Linked DNA regions of Mus musculus: regions 1, 2, 3 and 5 are each linked to region 4. A link is a contact called in public ChIA-PET, HiChIP or PLAC-seq and promoter capture Hi-C data. All regions are on one chromosome and are shown on one strand. The core of a region is the stretch at or near the end of the contact, and the rest is flanking DNA. Distances in the headings are between cores, read along the strand shown. Region 1 holds the start of Cfap74 (cilia and flagella associated protein 74). Region 2 has its middle 16 kb from the start of Gabrd. Region 3 holds the start of Prkcz (protein kinase C, zeta). Region 4 holds the start of Slc35e2 (solute carrier family 35, member E2). Region 5 holds the start of 1500002C15Rik (a long non-coding RNA gene).

The links. Promoter capture Hi-C pulls out the DNA fragments that hold promoters and counts their contacts. ChIA-PET counts read pairs in DNA pulled down with a chosen protein or histone mark. HiChIP or PLAC-seq counts read pairs in DNA pulled down with a chosen protein or histone mark. Capture Hi-C pulls out chosen DNA fragments and counts their contacts.
Region 1: an H3K27ac HiChIP or PLAC-seq map of microglia shows a contact between it and region 4, with 6 times the contacts expected there. The contact joins the promoter of Cfap74 here to the promoter of Slc35e2 in region 4. A contact is called at or near these places in 12 of 39 promoter capture datasets (the 3T3-L1 cell line, the C10 cell line, the SN4741 cell line and 6 more), 1 of 484 Hi-C or Micro-C datasets (embryonic stem cells), 4 of 115 datasets of contacts at active chromatin or transcription factors (embryonic stem cells and microglia) and 1 of 9 other capture datasets (pancreatic islet).
Region 2: a contact with region 4 is called in a promoter capture Hi-C map of hippocampal neurons, with 2.1 times the contacts expected there. The contact joins the enhancer-like site here to the promoter of Slc35e2 in region 4. A contact is called at or near these places in 10 of 39 promoter capture datasets (the 3T3-L1 cell line, the C10 cell line, cranial neural crest and 6 more), 4 of 484 Hi-C or Micro-C datasets (brain, embryonic stem cells, gonadal supporting cells and 1 more), 4 of 115 datasets of contacts at active chromatin or transcription factors (embryonic stem cells and epiblast stem cells) and 2 of 9 other capture datasets (adipose tissue and pancreatic islet).
Region 3: a promoter capture Hi-C map of adipose tissue shows a contact between it and region 4. The contact joins the promoter of Prkcz here to the promoter of Slc35e2 in region 4. A contact is called at or near these places in 5 of 39 promoter capture datasets (the 3T3-L1 cell line, the C10 cell line, cranial neural crest and 2 more), 1 of 15 datasets of contacts at CTCF or cohesin (pro-B cells), 2 of 484 Hi-C or Micro-C datasets (both in embryonic stem cells), 10 of 115 datasets of contacts at active chromatin or transcription factors (embryonic stem cells, epiblast stem cells, extraembryonic endoderm stem cells and 4 more) and 1 of 9 other capture datasets (adipose tissue).
Region 5: a contact with region 4 is called in an RNA polymerase II ChIA-PET map of effector CD8 T cells, with 120 read pairs. The contact joins the promoter of 1500002C15Rik here to the promoter of Slc35e2 in region 4. A contact is called at or near these places in 8 of 39 promoter capture datasets (cranial neural crest, embryonic stem cells, maxillary cranial neural crest and 2 more), 1 of 484 Hi-C or Micro-C datasets (embryonic stem cells), 11 of 115 datasets of contacts at active chromatin or transcription factors (the SCID.adh cell line, bone marrow-derived macrophages, effector CD8 T cells and 4 more) and 3 of 9 other capture datasets (adipose tissue, liver and pancreatic islet).

The regions. Positions count from the first base shown.
Region 1 is chr4:155,407,873-155,410,572 of GRCm38.p6, forward strand. Cfap74 (cilia and flagella associated protein 74) reads left to right here and starts at 1,368. Exons shown (of 39, transcript NM_001368738.1): 1 at 1,368-1,698. All of the region lies in intron 2 of 5830444B04Rik (RIKEN cDNA 5830444B04 gene), which reads right to left.
Region 2 is chr4:155,380,954-155,383,653 of GRCm38.p6, forward strand. No RefSeq gene overlaps it. Among named protein-coding and RNA genes, the nearest start is that of Gabrd, 16 kb to the right of the region's middle. Within about 2 kb of position 1,393, at least 28 of the 459 cell types and tissues checked have an H3K27ac peak or open chromatin away from gene starts, as enhancers often do. A contact at or near this core is called in hippocampal neurons, where this site is marked.
Region 3 is chr4:155,360,081-155,362,780 of GRCm38.p6, forward strand. Prkcz (protein kinase C, zeta) reads right to left here and starts at 1,348. Exons shown (of 18, transcript NM_008860.3): 1 at 1,072-1,348. The coding sequence starts at 1,142.
Region 4 is chr4:155,599,979-155,602,678 of GRCm38.p6, forward strand. It overlaps Slc35e2 (solute carrier family 35, member E2), which reads left to right and starts at 1,438. Exons shown (of 9, transcript NM_177186.4): 1 at 1,438-1,760.
Region 5 is chr4:155,733,119-155,735,818 of GRCm38.p6, forward strand. 1500002C15Rik (a long non-coding RNA gene) reads right to left here and starts at 1,324. Exons shown (of 2, transcript XR_001784583.2): 1 at 1,267-1,324. It overlaps Ssu72 (Ssu72 RNA polymerase II CTD phosphatase homolog (yeast)), which reads left to right. Exons shown (of 5, transcript NM_026899.3): 5 at 355-761. The coding sequence ends at 456. It overlaps Tmem240 (transmembrane protein 240), which reads left to right and starts at 1,686. Exons shown (of 4, transcript NM_001101506.1): 1 at 1,686-2,028; 2 at 2,280-2,386. The coding sequence starts at 1,972.

The DNA of each region.
Region 1 (2,700 bases), core at 118-2,617, 190 kb before region 4:
GAGAAGAAGAAGAAGAAGAAGAAGAAGAAGAAGAAGAAGAAGAAGAAGAAGAAGAAGAAGAAGAAGAAGAAGAAGAAGAAGAATTGAACTGAGAAATCCTTTGGTTCTTGATTCCCAACTGGCATATTGAGATAAAAGTGGAAGGGAGCCGGGCATGGTAGCATACGCCTTTAATCCCAGCACTTGGGAGGCAGAGGCAGGTGGATTTCTGAGTTCGAGGCCAGCCTGGTCTACAGAGTGAGTTCCAGGACAGCCAGGGCTGCACAGAGAAACCCTGTCTCAAAAAACAAAACAAAACAAAAAAAGTGGAAGGGAGGCAAACCTAATGTATACCTGACAGGCTTGGCCAGCCTAACAGAGGAGTATAGTATACCCCAGAGAAAATTACATGTGTTAGTCAGAGTTTTGTCCCTGTAAACAAATATTTGAGGCAACGTGAAAGAGAAGACCAATTTATTCACTTATTTTACTATAGTGGGGATTATACTTCATACCACAAATATTAGTATTGGATATGGTTACTTCACAACCCTCTCTGCTCAGCCATATACCAGGGTCAACCCAGAGTAGGAGGCCCAGTTCACATTCTCCCTCAGCTAAAGGTTACAAACCAACTGGCTATCTTTCCCAAATTGCTTTACTAGGACATCCGGCTTCCATACACAAAGCTCTAAACTTATAGAACACCTGGGTTCGATCCCCAGCCACACACACACCTATACAGTATTGCAGTGGTATTTCACAGGCAAAGTATCTGAAGGGAGTGCAGAGGTACCCCCCACCAATCTCCACTGACATTTCCACAGGCTCTGTATTATTTTGAGGACTTCTTAACGCTGAAGGTTCTCCATCTCCAAGACAAAACTACAGGAGTTGCCAGTCATCCCTGCGACTCTGAGGAAAGGGAACATGTCCTGTCCACTGTTGAGCCCACCTCCTGCCCGGACTAGTGACCACGCCAACTTAAACGACCAAAAACAATCCAAAGAGTCCTGTGAGTTATCCAGAGGAGTCAGATGTCACCACCTAGAGGGCACAACACAGGCTGCAAAGCCCTGGGAGAGCCAGAATTCAGATCCAAGAGACGCAGGAGATCCTAACTTCTGCGTAAATGGTCTTTTAAGTAAGCAGTTGACCCAAGTTTCAACTGGCTTTAGACAAGTTCTCGAGCACCTGCCCCAGTCTCCAGGAGAATCGTCTGGGCAACAGTCAGCTTTGACTCTGCCCTCCGCGATGCTCGTCCCACTTTACCCCCGCTGTTGCACTACGCCTGCGCACAAGCTCTCCCTCCGCAGCCTCAGCCCCGCCCGCTACCCCAAAGCAGCCTTCCGTTGCCATGGAGCTGCGCGCCCAAACTACGCAGCCTCAGACCCACGGTGGCTGGGGGCAGTCGGGCCGTTAAGAGGCCATGGTCTAGCGGCTTAAGGAACTGATTCTGCGGGGGCCAGTGCTGAGGAACCGTCGCCGAGGATCTGTTTCTGGGAGGCGACCTAGTTACTGGACCACTTTCTAGGGGTCATTTGTGAGGAGCTGTTGCTAAGGGGCAGTCGCCAGGGACCATTCTTGAGAGGTTGTTGCTGCTGAGGGACCACCACCGAGGAGCCGTTCCTGAGGAGGTTTGCCAACAGTGCAGCCCACTCTTGGGGGACCTTTGCTGAAGTCTCATCGCTGAGGGACATCACTGGGCTGCCCAGAGAGGTGGGTACTGGCGACTTCAGCCTTGGGGCTGCACTGAGGATGCGCTGAACAAGGGGTAACTTTTCTGCGTGGACACGTGGCGGTGAGTCACGTGGTTACCACAGCCTATGAAGCGTCAGCATCAATCCTGCTGGTGAAGAGCCAGGCATCAGTCTGAGAGCTGAAAGTAAGAGTCACCTCCCGCTGTTCCAGCCTGGCTTTAAATACAAAACCCTTCATTGCAAGTGGATAGGCCTCCTTAGCTTGATTTTTCCATAAAATGACTCCCTTATCTGGGTAAAAATGCTTAGCAAAATACACCCTGAATGAAGGTGTGCTGTGGGCCAAGTAATGAGTGGACTAGTAAGTAATGTGAGCTAGGTAATGAGTAGACTGCTCAGGTATTCATTGATGAATATTGTCTTCAAACAAATGATGCCTACCTTCTTGTGTACAATTTAAGAACTGATTATCAAACAATTTATCAAAAGCCCACCCAAGCCAATAAATAGAATCTTGTCTTCACCCATAACATAGTACCCTCCTCTCCTGGTTAACTATGAACAAACCCGTGATTCTCACTTCTCCTCGTGTGTAACCGCACACCTTTGCTTATCTTAGATTAGAAATTTATTCCTGAACAGTAGTTTTTGTTAATGGTTTGATTGGTTTTTGAGAAAGGGTTTTTCTGTATGGTCCTGGTTGTCCTGGAACTTGCTCTGCAGACCAGGCTGGCCTCAAACTCAGAGATGTACCTACGTCTGCTTCCCGAGTGCTGGGACTAAAAGGCCTGTGCCACCACACCCAGCTTGAAGCCCTCCCCTTCTTGTCTTTAAAATAAATAAGACGAGCTTCAAGACTGACAGAATACATTTCTGTTGTGTAAAGAATTCAAGTTGGAGCACTTTGTTATGGCAACCCTGGAAAACTCCTGTGACAAGTGAGAGTTTCTGCAGCCCTCTCTAAGGAGAGGGCTGTCCTCTCAGAAGAAAAGATAGAACAGGCAGTACAGTGGCCCCAGGG
Region 2 (2,700 bases), core at 143-2,642, 220 kb before region 4:
TAGTCTAATGATAGCATCATCCCCCTTTCCTGATCCCTTATTGTTTATCGATAATAAACAAAATGGGGGAGGCCCTTCAGTCATGCAAGTGGCCAGGCCCCTCTCCCAAGTACCTGCAACCATCAGGTTCCACCCATAGAACACTCCAATTGCCCTAACAGCTGGACAGAGTAAAAAGCCTAAACTCAGGACTTGAAATCCCACCAATCCCTACCCTGGAAAGCTCTGCCCCACAAGAAATCCCCCATAATCTTATCTTCTGATTAGCTCTCTGCTGCTTCTCACCCGAGCAGAGGCAGCCACCCTACTGACTCTTCCTTCCCAATAAATATGCTGTGGGAGGTTTATTGTGTAGTGTAGCTTTGTGGTATTCCTTGGCTGTTAACCGCCAGGATGGATACCTTTTCCATTAGAGCTTAACACACAGGCTATTGTTTCCTCCACCTGTGAAACAAAGTTTACAGTAAAAGAAGTCAAGTCAGAGTCTCTGTGGTTTGGGGTTAACATGTGAACCTCACAAAGGCTGGGAAGGAAAGTTCTGGATCTCAGGGGGCTTACTACTGGAGATTCCCTTGGGCATACAGTTGCCCAGTGACTGCTGTGTGGTCAAGATGACCAAGACCAGCACCTGGAAGGGCATGGGTCACTGCATCAGAGGCACCTAAGCCTTGAAGTTGATAGAGGAGCAGATTCATGCAGGTATGGACTCACTCCTTGGGGCTACTACAGATGAAGGAATAGCTAAGCTCATTTCATCAACCTCTCATTGTCTTTTTTGGTGGCTGTTGCTACAATGTTGCTACCATGACAGTTGCTACAATGACAGCTACATAGGCATCACAAGTGGACTTAATGTGAAGCCTAAGTGTATGCAAGCAGTATTAATGGCTGAGTCGGAGATGACCCTGGTTGGCCCTAGTTGTTAAGTCGAAGGAGACAGGTCTTGCTTTCCGGTAATACCATGACCCTGGAAATGCTCACTCAGCTTGAAAGCTTTAGGGACCTGGGGCCAGTTGTTCACTGGGCGTGGTTCGAGATGATGAATAGATATACACACGTACATACACAGTGGGATGCCCACTCCTTGCTCTGGGTCACAAAACACATTCCCTGCTCTTTCTCTTTCCCATTCTCTCCCTGCACCATACTCTCCTGCTTCTGGGGTTGCCATCTGGGCTGAGCTGAACAACTTCCCCCTAGGACGCTTCACACCCAGAATCTCAGAATGTGGCTTACTTGGAAATAGGGTTCTTGCAGATATAATTGGCTAAGATGAGCCACGCTCCAGTTTGCAGGTGTTTGTGTAAGAAGAGAAGGGACAGAAGCCAAGCGTGTGATAATGGACACAGAGGTCAGGGCAATAAATCTTAAATCCCAGTAGTGCAGGCCACCCAGGAAGCAGAGGGAGGTCGGGGTAAAATTTTCCCTGGAGCCAGTCTGCCTACTCCTAGGCTCATGACTTCTGGTCTCCATAGCTCTGATAGAACAGTTTGTAGCCCTAGAAAATAGGAACCCTGACCCCAGACCTGTCTCAGCTCTTTTGATACCCTGCATATCTTCTCACCTTGAGTCTGGGAGATTGTCCTGTCCTTGCTGCCAGAGAAAAACAGGGCTGTCTCCTGACATCCAGGCCCAGCCTCAGGGAGGTACAGTCCACATTCAAAGCATGCACTCCAGCCCAGGACAAAGAGGAGGGCACTCTCAGTTCCAAGAGCTGTCCCTGCTAGGATGAAAAGCCCCCTGCCTGTCACCCTTTGTCCCTGGTGCCATTGCAGGCAGGAGGCACTGACATCCTCTTTCCAAGCTGGCTCTTCTCAGCTGCAGCCCTTGATCCACCCCTAGCCTTCAGTCAGCTCCTGTCCTCACCACTGGAACAGAAACTGGTGTTTGAAAAGCATCAATCCTTCCTGTCCTTCCTCCTGCCCTGTAAACATGTGGGCAGAAATAGAAGCCTGCAGGCTGAGGGAGTGATTGCTGGTTGCAGAATCAGGCGAAGGCTGCTGCCCGGGTGGGCCTGGCTGCGTGGGAGCCCAAGGCAATCGCAAAGGCCGCTTTAAATAGCTCCCCGTGGGTACATGCAGCAGAAAGAGGGCAGACTGCAGGCGGCAAGAGGCAGGGCAGAGGCGGGTGCTGAAGCTAGCAGGTTGTGTAGTCGGAGGGGTGTTAGGCTGCTGGCCTCTGGGTCCAGGTGAATTCAGCAGCTCTGAAAACTTGAACCCACCAGCTCCTCCCCCAAAGGCCCAGAGAGCTGGAGCTGACCCTGCTCTCCTGGGAGTGGAACCTAGACTGCACTAATGGAAAGATGTAGCATTAGGTTGTCTTGACTAACTACATTGTGCCCTATGTGGGGACACAATGTGTCCCCATCCCCAGGTAACTCTTTGAACCAGTGGAGGTGGAAACAGTAACCATGTAGGAAGACTGAAGAACGGACATAAAGAGATGAAGAAAAAGTCCCAGCCCCTGGGCTCGAGAAGGGACATTCCTGTCCTGTGGCGTCCCAAGGTGGTTGGGTTTGTTCTGCCTCTCCTGTTGTCAGGAACTGGAGCCCCAGCTGACCCAGATCTGCCTTTGCTTGGCCACCTGCTCCCTGCTGGCTCCTAGACACATTCTATCATTGCAGTTCCTGATCATACCAGGATCCAGTGCTTCCACCCTCTGGATGTCCTGTAAAGCCACACAACCTCATCTTTTAGCACA
Region 3 (2,700 bases), core at 98-2,597, 240 kb before region 4:
TACCCAGGCAAGGAACCACTTCCAAAGGACCAGTCACTTGTCTCTGTGGCTGGGACCGGCCACTCTGTAAAACTCCTAGGAATGCTGAGAGCCCAGTTCAGCCACAGGACCAGCATTCCACTCCACTCCCTTTCTCCTTCCCAAGAGCAGCGACCCTCGACCCTTGACCCTTGACCTGGGAGTACCCAGGCTGGTTCCAGGACACACAGCACCTAAGCAAGAAGCTGTCAAAGCCTTAGGCCTCTACCCTCTTCTGTCTACACAATCAGGGGCAAGATTATGGGATTCTCCGACCCAGCCTGGGCGAACCAGCCACCAGAAAACCAACACCATCACTCCGCTCTCATCACTCAATGCTCCTGGACAACCATACTAACCACTGTCATGCCCCTATCGGTCCCCTCCCCACTCCACCCTCTCCCTCCCGGAAAACAAGGCGGAATCCAGGGCTAAGGGCCGAGGCCAGCCCCCAAAACCACCTCCAGGAATGTGACGGAAAAGACCATCATCCCTGTCCTAAAAAACAGGGCAAGACTATTCTGGAGAGCTTCAAAAAGTTCTGTCCCCCGTCCCCCCCCCCCCCCCCCGAACCAAAGCTGCGAAAATGTGCTCTGGTGTTCCCACAACTTCAAGCATTCTTGTGCGTGCCATGGATCAAAGGTTTTCCTTACACTTAAACAGCGGCCAATTTGAATAATCTTGGGTGTGTTGGGTTTGTTGTTGTTTTTTTTTTTTTTTTTTTTTACTTTTTTTTTTTTTAATGCACCAGAGGTTTTCACAATCTGATGAAAACTTTTATAGACCATGCAAGTTTGTCCTTAAAGTCCCTGACTGAGACCAAGGCTAGGAGCGCAACAACACCTGCCTGCTGTGTGCGCCCAGAGAGAACTAGCTAGGCGGAGTGCGCCCCGCCCTCGAGGTTTCCCTCGGGCCACATTGAAGGGCGCCACCGCAGCTCCCGGGGCGCCTCGTCGTCGCCTCCCTGCCTCCTTCGCGCGCAGCACCCCGACAGCCCCGAAGTTCCACCGCCGCGCAACCCGCTTTGCCCGCTGTCCGGCGCTGCGCGCTCACCCGCCGTAGTGCGCCTTCAGACGGACGCGGCCGCCGCTCCGGTCCATCTTGGGGTCCGTCCTGCTGGGCATGGCGCACTCAGCCAGCCGCCGTCAGCGCTGCTTCCAGGGCGCTCCGGCCATGGCTAGCGGCCCCGGAGAAGGGCCGGGTTGCCAGGCGGGGCAGACGGCGGAACGCGGAAGGGAGCGCGCGGAAGGGAGCGCGCAGCACGGGACAGACGGCACCCGCCTCGCCAACTCCGCGGAACTTGGGCGGTGCGCGGAGCTGGGGGCACACTGGATGGGGGCGGAACCTGGCCATCGAGACGGCCAATCCACGAGGCGGGAGGCACCTGTGGCCAATGAGGGCTCCCCGGGGCCGCCACCTGGGCCAATCCTCGGGGGGCCGCGCGGCCGCGGCCCAATAACCAGAGTGCAGGATGAACTACCTGTCGGGCGCGGCCCTGGGCCAATGGGAGCGCGCACGTAGTGGCTTTGCCCGGCAACGGGCGGCGACCCGAATAGTCCAGGGACAGTCAGGCCACTCCGCCCCGTGCTTCTGAGTCTGCTGGGTCTGTTGTGCTGAAAGCCGGGCAAACTTTTTGGAGGTGCGGGTTGTCCGATGTTTTCAGACCTTCGGAGTACGAACTCCAGCTGTCCGCAGCGTCCCCGAGGTTGCGAGGAGCTGAGCAACTCCTCAAAGTGCGAGCTGGTCTGGCCCTCCGGTCCCAGCCCTCCCAACTTCAGGGGCATCCCGCATCCCCAGCCAGGAGGGCCTGTCTTTATTCGCCGCCTCTGCACCAGTTAGCTTCTCCGCCGAACAGATCTGGAGAATCGTAAGGTCTTCTTAGCCCTTCGCTTTACATTCCACACGCGTGCCTGGTTCTTCTTGGTGCCAGGCACTGAGGTGACGCTGGAGGGCTGAAAAGACGCAGCGGCCCTGATCTTACATCCCGCGTTCTCTCTAGAAGACACCTATTGGCAGCCACCTGGTCATCTTCAGATGCCTTTTTGTTTGTTTTGTTTTTTGAGACAGGCTTTCTCCGTAGCTCAGGCTGCCCTAGAGCTCTCTCTGTAGACCAGGCTGGCCTTGACCTCAGAGATCCACCTTCTTCTCGCTCCCAAGTGCTGGGATTAAAGGCATATGCCACCCCCGCAGGCTTTAAGTGGCTTTTAAACACTTTAATCTTAAAAATAATTTTTAAAAAAATGGTGGCATGCCTACAATCTCAATATTAGAGAAACGGAGGCTGTAGCCAGCCCGGTAATCCCCAGTAATGCCTCAGATAATTTTTCAAAACCCTTTGAACTCAAACCTGGTTCTCTGCACCTCTGTAGCTTCTGTCATGGCTATTAGCACTCCTTGTCCTCACCCGCCCAGGCTCCTAAGTGCTGAGATTCCAGATGTGTGTCACACTGAGTTCACAGACATATTTTTGTTTATTTTAGCGTTGGGAAATGGACGAAAGTTTTTATTTTAGGTGTATGACTGTTGTTTTGCCAGCATGTGTAGTCCTGTGTATTTGCACACCTCATGGGTGCAGTGCCCTGGAGAGGTTAGAAGAGCTCTGGGCTCACCCTGGAACTGGAGCAAGTTGTGAGATGCCATGTGGGTGCGTGGCAGGTCCTCTGCAAGGTAGCTGGTGAACCC
Region 4 (2,700 bases), core at 188-2,687:
ATCTGATGCCCTCTTCTGGGGTGTCTGAAGACAGCTACAGTGTACTTACACATAATAAATAATTAAATTTAAAAAAATTACTAGTTGAACCAGGCATAGTAACACATGCTTGTCATCTGAGCACTGTGGGGTAAGAGCAAGGTCAGGGTCAGCCCTGGCTGTACATCAAATCCGAAGCCAGCCAGGGATACACCAGCCCTGTCTCAAAACAAAACAAATACAAAACAACAATGACCAAATAAAACAACTCAATTAAAAAATGCTTACATAGGTGCGCATAATTCCAGAGTGTGAGAGGCAGAGATGTCTATTTCTGTGAGTTCAAGACTAGCCTGATGTACACAGTGAGTTCCAGGCCAGACAGGGGTACATAGTGAGACACTATCTTTTTTTTTTTTTTTTTTTTTTTCGAGACAGGGTTTCTCTGTGTAGCTCTGGCTGTCCTAGAACTCACTTTGTAGACCAGGCTGGCCTCGAACTCAGAAATTCCCCTGCCTCTGCCTCCTGAGTGCTGGGATTAAAGGTGTGTGCCACCATGCCGGCTCAGTGAGACACTATCTTAAAAGACAAAAACAAACAAAGGAAAGAACCCAACAACAACAAAATTCTTGCGTAAGTTTCTGAGTTGAGTTTCATTTTTAAAAATCGTTAAAACTTGGCTTGTGGTTAGGACAGAATTTCCAACTGATACGGTTCTAAAACATACGTCAATTCAACAAAATCAAACACACTTTGGTTTTGATAAAATCAAAACATCAACTCTGAAAAATGCTGAAGATACTCTATGTCCAGTGGTATGGGATATTCAGTCAAGATTTAATGATCTGTGCGAAAATTTAAAAAGCACATCTTCTCATTCGTAAGCCAGTTTGCCTTTGCTTTTAAGTGGTAAAACTGCACTGTGCCATTGTGTTCTAAAGACTTGTTTTTTGTTTGCTGAGACAGGGTCTCTCTACATAGACCTGGTTGTCCAGGAACTCACTAAGTGGACCAGGCTGGTCTCCGGCACCGGGCAAAGAATTGTTTTAAGATAGACTTAAGGTTGATTATCAGTAAACGTTTGATTTGCATATGGAAAGGGTTTTCTAGTGGAAAAGGTTTAAGAAGCTCCAACTCACTGTGCGAGATCTGAAGGAGAAACCTTACTAGTTTTCAAACAACCAAGAAAAAAACAAAGGAAGGTTTCACCAAAAGCAGAGCTGAGGCAAGGCACAACCTCAAACCTCTCCACAAAATGACCTTCAGGGATAAAAGGGGCCAGGAAGCATCTCACAGCCGGCGGCTACTTGGGGAGATCAGGCGACAGAGCAAGCGTCCTGCAGGAAGGCGGGGCCTCTGAGGCTCGACCAATGAGCGCCCCGTCGCTATGCTGCTGGCCCCGCCCCCATGGTGCTGACCCCGCCCCCATCCCGGCAGCGTCCAAGACTCGGAGAGCACGGGGGTTCCTCGCACGTTCGCCACTGAGCGCTTCTCGTCTTGTGACTTTCTGGTCAGATTTTAGGATCCTTGAAATCAAGCCCCTGGGTCTGACCTAGAGGGCGGCACCTTCGCGGCCTCAGAGGATTGGCTCCTTCACCTTGGTCTCGGTGGAACGTTCCGGAATGTACCACAGGCCAGAGGAGCGACACCTGCACGCTGGCCCAGCATGGCGGACCCCGCAGAGGTGGGACGCTCCGGAGGCGCCCACAGGAGGCCGCAAGGCGGTGCTGTGGCCCCGCATCGTCGCCCGCCCCGTGGTTTGCGGTGGGCCGCTACGGAAGGTGCGAACGCGCCGTGAGGGTGTCCTGGCTCCCCGTGGTGGGCCGCGGTGGAACGTTCTGGAAGGTGCCATTGTGTGCCTGTGTGGAGTGTGTCCTTCCCCCCCCCCCCGTAACAGCTTCCGGTGCGTCACGTCCGGCTCTCTCCCCGCCCACCCGTGTGTGTGTCCCAAATCTAAACCCTTAGGAGGGCTGTGGGAGGGCTCGCGGCTCTCGCCCTTGACTCTGGACCGCTCTGCCTAAAGCTGCTCGGCCCCGAGGCGGGCGCGGGCTGCATCTTCCGTGGGCGTGGGCTGAGGCTCTGCATAAACTCCAGTGGCAGCCCCAGAACTGAACCCCATCGGGGGCCGGGGGCATCCCGTCCTGGAGTCAGCCCGGGTTGGCACCGGGCGCGCAGGTGGCGGGCTTCGCCGGGCTGGACGCACAGGTAGGGTGGGGACAGTGATGGGCACCGGGGCGGGGGGATCGCGGGCGGGCTGTGACTGCAGCAGGCGCCGGAAAGGAAGCGATACCCAATGACAGGTGCAGGCACCCTGTCATCTGTCGGCGTGTACTGATTTTGCCTCCCCAAACGTCTTATTTTGTGCCGTGGAATGGGCGACTCAGCCAGGTCCCAAGCCTCAACTTTATTTTAGCCTGCCAGCGGTTTTTCTCCAACCGGTACTTTTCAGGCATGAAACAGGCTCTTTGCAGCATTGATGTTTTGAACCCTTGAAATGCAAAATAAAACAAAAAGTAAAACTGCAGACTGGGGGTGGGGGTGGGGGGGCCCTTGTTCAGTGTTTGTCTAGTCGCCCGCTCATGGGATGAATGTACTCTATTAAAAAAAACTGGAAAATAATTTTTTGTGCTTTTTTTTCTTTTTCTTTTTTCTTTTAAGACAGGATCTTTACAGGGTAGCCCAGTCTGGCCTTAAACTTGTGACCCTCCTGCCTCATCCTCT
Region 5 (2,700 bases), core at 74-2,573, 130 kb after region 4:
CATAGTCAGCATTCACACTGGACGACTGTAGGAAAATGCATGCCGGTATCTGTGTGCCTCACTTCACTCATTGCAGATTTGGGATAGCACTGGTTGATGAGGCTTTCATGTACCTACGACGCCTGAGAACAGAACCTGAGTTCCAGCCTTGGGGTCCAGGCCTCCCTTTGAATCTAGCCGTCCCACTCCCAATATGGGGTACTCCTATGATATGTTGTATATGTCTGGTAGGAACAGGCTGTGAGGGAGCTATCCTGAAGCCTGGGTCCCTGCAGAAGTGAAGATCAGTGGAGGGCAGGGTCAGGGAAGGCGCGTCACAATGCCCGGGTTCACTCAAGGCCGTGCTTTTCCCAGATCCAGCACACTGAGGACATGGAGAATGAAATCGACGAGCTGCTGCAGGAGTTCGAGGAGAAGAGTGGCCGGGCCTTTCTGCATACTGTCTGCTTCTACTGAGCCTCCTGTGCTCGGTGCATGGCCTGCCCTGCACAGCCACCTTTGTTGAAGCCACTTTTTCAGTGTGTTTTCCTTTCAGATATTTGTTTTTACTGCTAGGTGTACATCATCAATGTACTGTACATATGGAATGAGACGTACGCAGAAATGCCAGATTCAAATCCATTGTTTTTAACCAAAAGAAATAAAGATGGTTTACTCTACAGCCTACAGCAAGTGTCTGTTGTTGGCCCTTTTCTCTCCACTGCTGAATTGTACAGAAACCTAAATAAAGCAACAGGCTGTCTTATTAAGGGGAAAAAAAACCTTGGAATTGCCACAAAATAGGTGCTGCTAGAAGTCTTTGGTTTGTCCTGAATTCCTGGCCTGACTCCCTGCTGAGGAAGAGACTACTCGGCCATTGAGTCCAACCCTGTGATAAACCTGAGAGCACCCTTCTGAGAAGTAGGGCCGGACCCTGGTGCCTTAACAGCTCAGGGCCTGTGTGAGCTGATATAACTGAACTCCTGTTGGAACCTTCAGATACAGTGGGGTCTGGACTTGGGGGGCTGGAGGTCAGCTGTCCTCTTCCTGCTTTCCAACACAGGGCAGGGTTGGTTCTTCTGTTGTCAGCTCTGTGGCCAGCACAGGGCTTGGGACTCAATCCCAGCATGACCGGCAGCCACAAGAGGATCATAGACGCTGGCAGCTGTTCCAGCACCCCTTCCTCCTCAGAAATCGCCTAGTCTTTCCCACAACTGCCACGATCTTTATGGCATACTTGGCCCATTCCGCATCGCATCCGTATCGCCTACCCTCCTGCCCTCCTACCTCTGCTCATGTAGTCATTAGTCCCTGGTTCCTCTGACTTTCCAGGCCCCTCCTCTGATGGCACTTTCTTGCTGGAGGAGGCGGGTGCTGACACTTCCTGTCCCTCTCTGGAACCCGGAGAACCAGAAGGAGGGGCCTTACTTGGGGAAGTAGAGCAGAAACGACCACCTGGTCCAGGCCAAGGCCCAGTCCAGCGCGGCACTGGGCAGGGAGACCGGAGCCAAGGCTGATGACATGGGGCACAATGTGGAGCCGAGGCCGGAGGGGAGGGGTCTCGGGCTGCGTCACAGGGACAGGAGTGGAGAACCTCGCCCCTGGATGCTGGCGCGGGGCGGCGAAGTCCCTCCCCGGAGGCGGAGGCAGGAGGAGGAGGGAGGAGATAGTGAAGAAGAAAAGGAGGGAGGGAGAAGCCTGGAGGAGGGAAGAGGGAGGAGGGAGGGGGCCGCCGCGCAGACCGCAGGGAGCCGGGCGCAGGGAGCACCGGAGGGCGGAGCGGAGGGCTGCCAGCAACGGGCGACAGGCGAGCGACCCCACGTCAGCCCCCACATCTCGGCTGCCTGTGCCCGCGCCTGCCCCCGGGGTCCGCGGCGGCCCGGCGCGCGAGCGCTGACCTCTGCGGAGGCGGCGCGGGCTAAGCATCGGGCCGGGGCCGGGAGGGGCACCGGGGCCGGGGGGCGGCGCTCCGGCCCGGCCCGGCCCCGCCCGATGTCCATGAGTGCGAACACCATGATCTTCATGATTCTGGGGGCGTCGATCGTGATGGTGAGCGGAGGGGCTTCCCGCGCGCGCCCCCTGCTTCTGCCGCCCGCCCGCGCGCGCGCCTACCCCACCTCGCTTCCTTGTTTACCGGCCCGTGCGGCCTGCGCTGCCCTCGCTGCGATCTTGCGCTGCCCTCGCCCTGGTTGCCCTGCGTTTCCCCACCCACCCACCCACCCCTGCAGTCTAGTACTCCCCCTTGGCACCCCTTTCGGCCCGGCCCACTCCTCGCCCTGACCGGTCATGGGCTCTTCCAGGCCATCGCGTGCTTGATGGACATGAACGCGCTGCTGGACCGATTCCATAACTACATCCTCCCGCACCTGCGGGGCGAGGACCGCGTCTGCCACTGCAACTGTGGCCGGTGAGTGCGCCCCGGCTCTAGGCACTACACGCGTGATCACACTTGTGCAGCGGGCCCCACTTGGCCGGTGAGCCCGGAGCAGGCTGGGCCGCAGAGCCTGGCTGGATGATGGGGGCCGCTTCTGCCCGCCAGGTGCTGGGGGAGGGGTGGCTAACGGGAACCCTAGGTCAGCCAGCCGCTCCCTGGGAAAGGAAGCATGACTGAGTCTGTTAGGAACTCCTTCCTCCAGTTCCTTTAGAGAAAAGGCTGCCTGGTGGTGGCATTATGGGCCAAGGAGCCTCCTGGTCCAGGGCCCGGAGGCCTGAGAGCAGCAT